Linked DNA regions of Mus musculus: region 2 is linked to region 1. A link is a contact called in public promoter capture Hi-C data. All regions are on one chromosome and are shown on one strand. Each heading gives the region's core, a stretch centred on a gene start, on an enhancer-like site or on the middle of the called end of the contact. The rest is flanking DNA. Distances are from core to core; before and after follow the strand shown.

The links. Promoter capture Hi-C pulls out the DNA fragments that hold promoters and counts their contacts.
Region 2: a promoter capture Hi-C map of embryonic stem cells shows a contact between it and region 1, with 6 times the contacts expected there. The contact joins the promoter of Tlr5 here to the promoter of Vmn1r1 in region 1. A contact is called at or near these places in 2 of 39 promoter capture datasets (embryonic stem cells and hippocampal neurons), 1 of 484 Hi-C or Micro-C datasets (embryonic stem cells), 2 of 115 datasets of contacts at active chromatin or transcription factors (both in embryonic stem cells) and 1 of 9 other capture datasets (embryonic stem cells).

What each region holds. Positions count from the first base shown.
Region 1 is chr1:182,156,777-182,162,531 of GRCm38.p6, forward strand. Vmn1r1 (vomeronasal 1 receptor 1) reads right to left here and starts at 1,322. Exons shown (of 1, transcript NM_001166728.1): 1 at 402-1,322. The coding sequence starts at 1,322. The coding sequence ends at 402.
Region 2 is chr1:182,952,680-182,957,718 of GRCm38.p6, forward strand. Tlr5 (toll-like receptor 5) reads left to right here and starts at 2,109. Exons shown (of 4, transcript NM_016928.3): 1 at 2,109-2,203.

The DNA.
Region 1 (5,755 bases), core at 72-2,571:
ATAGAATTTTGATTCATGATCACAATCATGATAATAATCCATGATAATAATTTACATACCTAGTTATTGAACTAAAGGCCACCATGACTACTGACATATTAAAAGTGTTGAAAATTCTCATATATAATATGTGAGCTACTCTATGCTGTAATAATTCAGTCTTCCTTCGGACTACTAGAATTATTAGTAACTTTTATTATTTCAGAATGGCTTATGTTTCAATGGTAAACTATATATTTTTTGATGCTTATGCCAAAAGTAGGTTTAACGGAGAAAGCATTTCAATGTCTTTATTTTTATCTAGCCCAGAGATCATGTATGGTATGCCTTGATTGATTACCCTGAAGTCAATGTGCTAGTTCTTGTGAAGGAAGCTTGTTCATCACAGAATAATCAAATATTTACTGTTGGCCCTGTGTGTTTTTCAAACAGTTAATCATACGTTGTTCAGTACTGATGAACACCAAAGGACTGAACGTGGCATAACCACTGGACACAAACATCTGGACACAGCGATGGGTTGGGTCATTATTCCACATAACTCTCCAGGAGGAGGCAATGGAATCCAGACAGTACGTGACCAAAAAGAAGCTCACTAGCAACAGAATGTTCCGGACGGCCCTCTGCTCTGGGGATGCTTTGCGGGAAATGCTGGTGTTGTGAAGGTACTGACACTGCCTTTTATGTCTGCACAAGACAGTCACCATGTATATACTTGAAAGTACCATGAGCCCTACTAGAGAGGCATCCCGGAAGGCAGCCAGTATAGAAAGTAAGTGTCTCATGGTGTCACTAACAACCCAGAGAGAGCAGGATTTAGTGACCAGTATGAGAATGTGTGAGGTCACATTGTGGGCGGCCACAATGGAGTTTGAAAAAACATTAATGGACATGTGGAAGGCCCACAGGGAAAGAAAGCAGCACAAGTTGTGCCAGAGGGAGTTAGGTTTGACCTTTGCCAAACAGGAACTTCTGGGGCTGAGGAGGATGACCTGGAGGACGCTCAGGTGACATGTGGCACAAATGGAGACACCCCTCATCAGCCTGTACAAGGAGATCACTGATTTACATGTGAAGTCATCCCAAAACCCCTGGGACCCCAAAATGTCTGTAGCCATGGCAGCCATGGCCAGCAGCATCACGATGTGGCTTAGAGCCAGGACACCAATGGTTATGTTGATGGGCTTGTGCCTGAGTTCCTGAAAGAATGTGACCACGTGGGAGAGCAGGAGGATGGTGTTGGCTGAGACCCCAAAGACAATTTCAGAAAAAAAAGCATTTCTTATGCCATTGATATTGTATACTGGGTCGTTTCTGTTCATCTTATGGGGGAAAGGAACACACAAGGACACATCTGAAAGCAATGCAAGAAAAACCAGTTATTACCCACTGCTGTCGTTATCCATCTCAGCCCACACTATGGCTGTCTCGGAATGGATAAATCATGGTGTAGCCTGATCTGATCCTCATGTTCTCCAGGGACCATCCCCTCTCCCTTCTCCCCTCTCCTCCCCTCTCCTCCCCTCTCCTTCCCTCTCCCCTCTCCTTCCCTCTCCCCTCTCCCCTCTCCTTCCCTCTCCCCTTTCCCCCCTCCTTCCCTCTCCCCTCTCCTCCCCTCTCCTCCCCTCTCCTTTCTCCCCTCCCATCACTTTCTGGTCATGGCTGAATTCTATATCCTAATACTTGTTCCTGCAGTACATGTACTTTCTTATACTACAAAAATTACCATATAGTAGAGCAGATCTTACCTGAATAATATATATATATATATCTTTTTTTTTTTTTTTTTTTTTTTTTTTTTGGGCAACAGCAATGTCTTGCTTGGCTTTAGCCCTCCTCTTCCTCCTCCTTTTCTTTGAGACAGGATTTCATGTTGCACTGGCTAGCCTCGAAGACACTATGTAGCTAAGAGTGATCTTGAATTTCTAGTTCTCTCCTCCAGCACGCCCCCCCTCCCCGCCCCCCTCCCTGTCAGGTATGTACCATTATGGTTTGTGTGGTGCCTGGAATCCAACCCAGGGCATTGTGCCTGTGAGGTGAGCACTCTATCATCTGAGCTCCACTCTTAACTCCTCAATCTGCTTCCTCCCTCTTGATGTCAGTACAAAGTAACAGTTGTATCTTTTTGGTAGACTTAAATGAGGAAGTAGCATAGAAACAGAAATGAGGTCTTCCAAGTGTCAATGGATCAGATAACTACTTATCAGTATTAACATTATTGCTATTAGTATCAGTATTAACTTTATTCTAGCTGATGTATTACTAGAACAGATCTTGATACATCAACAGAAGGAATGTTGGTCCCTGTGGACTGATTCACACTGGTTGAATGAACATCCATGATCTGCTATACTATGAGAATGATCTTAAGTAGCCTATAACTCCAAGGTCCAGTCATCGTTTATATGAGAAAAGATGAGCTATACATACCAAGCTTGAGAGTGTTTCAAGTCTGTGATGATGTCTATAAAAAAGCAGCGATTGCTTTTTATTATTGTGTAGTTTCTCATACATGTAATGGGATATTTAGTACAGTTCTTTTAATAGTTGATCAATTCAGTCTCTGTTAAAAGATACAAAAGTTATCAAAAGCTTAGAATGGAATATAGTATCTGGTAGAATTTTAGATTTTTCCACTTTAACTTCCCAAGGTGGGACAGAGATTTCACATGGGTGGTGTTGTTGCTATTGTTTTGTTTTTAAATCATCATGCCAGAGTGACTAGTTCATTTGAATACAATCCAGCTATTAACTGGTAGAAACACAGGTTGATCAATATGTTTCTCTTTAGGTATGTGGAGTTGGTATGGTTGGTAGAATTGGAATTAAAGTAGGGTGTAACAATAAATTATTTCTTGGCTCTTTAGACCACAAAATTTTGCAAAATAGGACACTAATGGTGTGCCCCTCCCCCAGCCTTGAGGGGGCTGGATCAGACCTTGTCTGCCACAGTCAGCTAGCCCACCTAGGGTGGAATCTTCCGACCTAGGTAAAGTCTATTGTGTGCCCCATCTGCAGCTTCCTGCAAGAAGCCACCACCTGCTGAGCAGCTGAGCTTGTCTTCCTGAGGGGACCCTGACAAGGTGACAAGATCCTGGCATAGTTGGGGATGGATGGGTCTCCCCTCTTTAGACATTCAGACCCTAGAATTAAAGTTGAGCCTTGATCAGAGGACTTCGTCTTGGCTCACTCGTTATTTCTCTCGCCATCCTTCCCATCCATCCCCAGCTTTCCTTTCAGGAACCCAGGAACCCGTGGCTGCTGGCGGCTACATAACAGAATATAAAATTGTTAAAGATGCTTTTTATTTTTTTAAGCTCTTATTTTACATCCTGTGCACATGCCTGTGGGTGTCTGCAGGTGTGTGTCTGTGACTGCAGGTCTCTGCTGAGGCCAGAAGACAGTCAGTATATTCTGGATCTGATCTGTGGGCTCCTGATTTGGGTGTTAGGGACAGAGAGAGCATGGATCCTCTGTAAACTCAGTATGTTCACTTAAGTATTGAGCCATCTCTCTGCACCCAAGGTTTTTGTTTTTTGTTTTGTTGGCTGTGAAGAGTTTTACTGGGGGTGGGGGGCGCTGCAAAAACCCTGTAGTCGGACACCCACTACAAGCTGTATGCTTATGGGGCAGAAAGGGAGTGGGCAGAGGAGCTTATGGGTCAAAGATCGACTGTTGTTAGGAGTGATCACAGAATGGTGGTGAGCAGAAGGATGCAGATGCTGATGATAAACCTTTTACGCCATCCATTACTGCAGGCTCTGTAGCAGCCCCAAGATCCTTTTCAGTTTAGTTTTTTCATTAAAACTATTTTTTATACAATATATTCTGATTATAATTTTCCCTCCCTCAACTCTGCCAAGGTCCTCCCCCACCTCTTTCCCCATGCAAATCCATACCTTCTTTCTTTCATTCTTTAGAAAACAGGCAAATAATAATAATAATAGCAACAAAACAAAAAGGAAAAAGAAAAACATAAGAAATGCACTATACATAGACCATTAAAACACCAGAATAGTAATATAAAAAAAATGCCCAAACAAAGCAATATGAGACATAAACATTTACAAAAATACTGTTGAGTTCATTTTGTGTTGGCTATCTATTGCTAGGCATGGGGCCTGACCTTTAGTGTTTATACACCCAGTGAGACTCCATTAGAGAAAACTAACTTTTACTTTGTAAACAGTTATCAATTAGAGATAGCTTCTTGGTTAGGGATGGAGGCTCATGTCTGCTTTCCTCTCTCAGAGCTGAGACTTCATCTGACTTAGACCTCTGCAGGCCCTGTGAATGTTGCCACAATCTCTTTGTCAACTGTGTGATGACTGAAAGACATCTTTCTCTCAAGTACTAAATAAGACAAATGACACAATTTGGTAAATTTAGAAGTATCCACCTGGGGCTGGAGAGATGGCTCAGCGATTAAGAGCACTGACTACTCTTCCAGAGGTCCTGAATTCAATTCCCAGCAACCAAGTGCTGGCTCACAACCATCTGTAATGGGAATCTGATGCCCTCTTTTGGTGTGTCTGAAGACAGTGACAGTATACTCACATAAAAATAAATAAATCTTAGAAAGAAAGAAAGAAAGAAAGAAAGAAAGAAAGAAAGAAAGAAAGAAAGAGAGAAAGAAAGAAAAAAGATCCACCTGTATGTGTAACCCTGAAACATGAGGAGAGGCAGCAGAAACTATATCCCCAACTGTCCAAGTTTTCTGTTGGACACACAACACCATCCTTGTTTAATACTTATATGTATTATAAAGTGTGGTGTGCCGCGATTTCTTTCTAATACATTACTCCACTAGCAAATAGATTCTGGAGAATGTGACCCCTTTATGAACACAAATTTAAAAGGATCTTGTTAGTGTCTTCTCTTCTGCTGTGCCTCTCTTCCTCCTGAACACACATCTGCCTTTCTTAGCTTGGTCTAGAAGAAGGGGCAGAAAGATGTTCTCTGGCATCTGCAGAGAAAAGACCTTCCTCAACGTGGCCCTAGGATCTGTCGCTATAGAGACAGCATCTGGCTCATTTTATGTACCAAGTCCAAACATTGCATTTTGTGGGCTGGAGTGATGATGGGTCAGATGTCAAATGCACAGGCTGCTTTTCCAGAGGACCAGGGTTTGTTTCCCAGAACCCACATAGGGGCTAACAACCACTGTAATTTTAGTCACAGGATATCCAATGTCCTCTTCTTCTGTGCTCTGCAGGCAAGGCTTACTTGTGGACCACAGACACAGACATGAGTAACAAGGAAAATAAAAGGACTTTAGAAACAGGTCACGTCAGATAGCACTATCTTGGGAAAGAGGAAGGGAAGCGTCCATAAAGAAATAAGGAAAGAGAACATACAGAAATACTAGAGAGACAAGTGAGCTGGTAGTGAGGTCTGCAAATTCTTCAGAGGAAGAAGGACGGAGTTAAGACTCCCTCATCACATGGACCAGAGAAGCAGGCATTCCAATCATCTGTGTTTTGCCTTTATGAATTTGATGGAAAGAAAATCCTGTGACATGAGATATCTTCAAAGGGTCCCCCCAAATAGTGATAATGTTCAAGTCGTTGTACTGAGCCCCGTGGTCAGGGGAGGAGCAGAGAGTGTAGGGGAGAGAAAAGCCTTTAGCAGACACCAGTAAGTGTGGGCACTCATTACCTTGTGGGCAATCATATTAAGGGAGCAGGTCTGGGGGATCCATACATTTTCTCATCCACACCATGAACAAAAGCATCTAAGCATCTTAAAATTGGAT
Region 2 (5,039 bases), core at 859-3,358, 800 kb after region 1:
AGGAGTAGTAAAGAACTAAATGTGAATCCAGGAGAAGACCCAAATTCAAAGGTCAACGTTCAGTTTTTACTGAATGCAAGTTACTTTTGCACCATGACACACAGACATATATATGTGTGTGTGTATGTGTGTGTGTGCATGCATATATATATGTATATGTGTGTATATATATACATATATATATGCATACATATACACACACACATATACACACACACACATATATATACACACACACACATAGAGAGATATAGATTCACAAAGAGAACCACCATAAATTGGAGACTATCTAGAAGTGTTAGGTGCGTTCCTTTTGAAGATGTGATGTGAGAAAGGATGGGGAGCTATTGGCCAAGGCAAAACCATGAAGAAAGAACACTCCAGCTACTGCATTTCATTCTGACAATGAGTCCTGGAGCCCAATAACCAGAATAATTATCCCACATCAGGTGTCAATTAGGGTGGGGCCTTAGGCGGTCCCTTTCCATATTCCTAGCACTCCTGGGATAAATCCCCTCTGGTTTTAGGAAGGCAGTAAATGGCACCCAGCCCTCCCTGGCATTGTTCTCAGTCCCACCCACATTATAGGAAGGCCCTACCTCCTGGGCTTACAAGCCTCCTCCTCCCAGCTGCAGAGCAGGTAGGCAGGGTTGCAGTTCCATCCCTCTGCACTCAGCTTTCGAGAGCCACTTGAGGCAACTTGTCACATGGGCTTCAAGCTGCCAGCCGAGGAGGGAGCTGAGAAGACTGTATAATGAGATCTTCCTTGGTAATTAAGTGCTGGGCTTTGTTTTAACCTATCTCTCCTGCCCTGCTTGATCATATCACCTAGCTGTCAGGCCACGCTGGAGAGTGTGAATCAACCTGGGATTACACCCCAGCTGCAAGAGGCAGCTGTCAGCTTTTGCCCAACCTCCATGCGACCCCAGTCTTACTGCAGACTGTGACACTTCTGTCCTTGAACTGGGTTTCACCCCCAGAAAGCGACTGACTTCGCCACCTTCCTATACAAATCCCTTCCTTTTAACACTCCTGCAGCAGCAGGCTCCTGACTTTTCTTTCCTTCAGCATGTCCCTTTCCAGAAAGCAGATCAACTCTCAACCCCACAACACCCCGCCCCCTCCTCCTAGGAGCAGGTGGAGGGTGGGAAGGAAAAGGGAAGTGAAGCCAGAAGGGCTCACAGGCCGGAAAGCTCTTGCGTTCTCTGAGGGAAATCACAACTTCCTTCCCTGGCCTTCAGTCACAGGCAGTAGCCTTTGCTGATCCAAATCTGACCTTCAGATATTTAGTATGGGGCAGGGGGTATAGTGCTTGTGGAAGCATGAGGACCAGAGTTCAATCCCTAACACACAAGTAAAGTCCACAGGCATGGTGATGGTACCTGCCTGTAACCCCAGTGCTGGGGAGGTAGAGCATCCAGTATCCCTGGGGCTTGTTAACCAGCTTAGCATTTTTGGTGAGTTCCAGGCCAGTGGGAGATCCTGTCTCAATAACTCAATAAACAAGATAGACAGCTCCTGATGAATGATGTGCATGTGTGGGCGTGTACACACACACACACACACACACACACACACACACACACACACACCTTCAATAGTTAAAATAGAAGGCGTAGCCAAGTAGTAGAGGGCAAAATGACAGCCAGCTTCACCCCTCAGCATCATATCTTCAAGATTTGGCACAGATCAAAGAGCACAGGCAAGAACAGAAGTAACTGCCCCGATCAGGACTTGCTGCGCTGGCCGTGTGTACAGTGCATCAGGATAGGATCTAGGCCGCCTTCCCTGGGTCAGTGCAGGCCTATGTTATCTCGATGGACAGTTAGGGGTAGCTACAAAAATCACAACAGGCCCTCTGCCTCCTGTGCTGGGCTCCATGATAGCCAATACCTACCGTCTGCCCCAGCTCTACTTTCTTTCCTACCTCAGTTACAAGGTCATTGCAGCAGAGATAGAGGTCTCCTCCCTGGCAAGAAAGCAGAGAGGTACCTAGGCTGAGGTACTTTGCCCAGAACTCAGAAAAGACAAGCATGGTCCACAGAGAAAGCCTGATCAAGAGTTGTGGGCGGGGCTCCAGCAGCGGGCGGTGTTTCCCTCTCCTCCCCGCTCTCCTGCTTTCCCGAGCCCAGCGGCAGCTTTGGTGCCTGGAGCCGAGTGAGGTCAGTCCTGGAGCCTGTGTTGTGGGAATCCCGCTTGGGAGGTGAGAGCCTTGTAGTTGCAAGGGGTCCAGCAGGGGGTTCCCTGAGACCGGAAGGGGCCCGGGACGTTGCTGGACACGTTAGTGCCCCCGCCCCTCTCTCTTCCTCCTGGCTTCGTCCTGAACCCTTTCAACTCTCTTTCCTGCCTGTGCTCTCTGCCACTCAGTGCCACGGAAACTGGGGTCCCTCGGCCCAGCGAGCTGAGAGTAAGCAGAGTGCCCAGCGGGACAATTCTAGGATTGACAAGTCACTTGCATGCTGGCTTTGGGACAAGGTTCCCTAGTTCTCTCTTCTGGCTTTCACCTTTGGCCCCACCCTCTGGAAGAGACAGGTATTTAACGCGCGCGGAGTCCGTTCTCTTGCTGTCTTCCTTGGAAAGAGGAAGTCGACAGTCACCATCAATTGAGCTATGGACACCTTAAAAAGACACTGCAGTCAGTGAAGTCCTTGGACACCCTCCGGGGCAGGGAGAAGTAGGGCAGCTGGCCCCGAGGCTGTGAAGAAAGAACTCCATCAGCCTTTGGCAATTACAGCCATTACAGTCATGGCTCTGCTCCGTAAACCACCACGGCTGGAATAGTGGTTGTTTCCTGAAGTGGGGTGGTTGGTTGTCTTGGGAGAGAGAAAGTCTCCCCAGGAAGGCTGCTGAGACCTTGAGGAATGGGAATGCATGGGGATTGCTTTCTCCCATTGGTGGGCTAGCCTTGTAATTAGCTAGTGTCTGGAACACGGCAGTCTAGCGCTGTGCGGCATGGGCCTGCAGCTTAACCGCAGGGCCTTTTATGAAGTGTTATTGAGGGTTAACCCCCTCAAGCACATGAACAATGCATTCCTCCTGTCCCGTACCTGGAAGGGGGTGTGGATGCTGACCTGCCACTGTCACACACATGTGGCTTGGTCTCTTTCCTCTGCCTTTCCTCAGAGGACACAACTCTGAATAGTTTGTTCAAGGTGTGTAGATCTTGACTCTGTTCACCTTATTCTTTGGGGGCAGAAACCAATCGTGAGGAACATCCAGCATGCTATGCAGTCAGGAGGGAACCCTGGGTTCTGCTATGCTAAATGCTTAGCCTTTCACATTGTGGTAGGATTCTTGGGGTGCCCCCGACGAGGGGTCCAGGCCAACGTTAATGATGGGGCGGTACAAGAAGAGTCCCTATTATAGTAATCAGGATGACTTAGTTCATTCATATGGGCTTGATGGACATCCTGGAAGACACTTCCATCCTAATTGATGGCCCAGGTTCACTCTCTTCTATCCTTTGCTGCTCAAACCTTTCTGATTCCACTGTGTGACTGCAAAGCTAATCTCGTCGGGTCTTAGCTTTGTCTGAGGAGGAAAGCCCTCTCCTGGGGCGATGTCTCTAACACAAAGGGTTCTTGGATAACTCCTGGTGGCGGCTTCTTCAGCTTTGTAGCTCTGCTGAGGATTGGAAGCAGTTATTGTGTCTGCCCTCCCTTGCTTTTAGTCCTATGGAGCAAGAGTTCCTGCCCTGCCAAATTCCTGTCCCCTGACGTGTTTGCTTCTTCTTCAGTTTGTGGAAAAGAATGTGGTGACAGACCTTCCAGGCGTTGGGGCCTCCCCGCCCTGGTACCATAGTTTTCTGAGCTGTGAGCCACAGCCTATGATGTCCTCAGCTCTGTGGGACAAAGACAAGGTTGGAGCATGGCTCCCACGGTTCTGAACTGTCCAGGTGTAGCTGGGAAGATAAAACCCCACACCTGTGAGACAATTAGAACGAAGTCAAGGCAAAACCATATAGCGGTGTCTGATAACTCCAAGAGGTAGGGTGTGGGGGGCTGGAAAAGGCAGAGTACACTCGAAAAAGCTGAGTGTTCAGAAGCTCAACTTAGAAAGCACAGTCAAGGATCAGCCAGGCAGAAGGCTAGCCTGGAGCTCGGGGCAAGCAGGCACTCCTGCTGACCACATGCCCTCCTCCCTGTACAGCTCCTGTTACATATCCTCTGTGTGTGTGTGTGTGTGTGTGTGTGTGTGTGTATCTCCATGCAGTATCTCTCCACCCACAACACTGGCTTCTCTCATTGTTTTGACTGTGCCTCATTTTTCTCTTTGTGCTTTCTCTCTTCTGCTCAGAAAATCTAATTCTTTTAGAGACTCGGTGTATTCCAGACTATCCTGCAATTCTATGTATCCCAGGCCGGCCTTAACGTCCTCATGCTGCTATCCCAGTCTCCCAAGAGCTGGGATTATAGGTAGGCATGTACATAAGGGCAGGTGCCCACAGAGGCCAGAAGAGGCCATCAGATCCCCTGAACTTGGAGTCATGGGTCGCTGTGAGCTGCCAGAAGTGAATGTCAGGAGGTCACCTGGGTTGTCTGCAGCAATAACCGCTCTTAACTGCTGAGCCATCTCTCACTGGCCCTGAACTTTACCTTACAACGGCGAGGCGCTTTCCCTTTTACACCAGTTACTAGCACTGGTAATCCTGGGGAACGCGTAAGCAGGCACTCAGAGTCGCTTAGGACTGTCACTGTCCTAAGGCCTGAGAGTGGTGAATGGTGAGCCAGGATTCACACTCAGCGTGCCTGGCTAGAGATTCATATACTTAAAACCCCTTTGTTGTGACACTCCAGACAAGTGAGCTGGCCCCTCGCTGTAGGCTCATGTTCACATCCCTGACACCGTCATCCAGTGTCACCAGACCAGTTCTCTAGCTGGACTCATTTCAATGTGGTTTAGACACTCTCATAGTCAATGAGTAACTCAGAGGCCAATAAATACATGTGAGAGATACTGCAGGAGGCCCAGGCGCCTGAGCTGTGTCCCCTCTCATGTCCCCTTCATACCCACCCTGATTTAGAGAAAGGAACACCCAG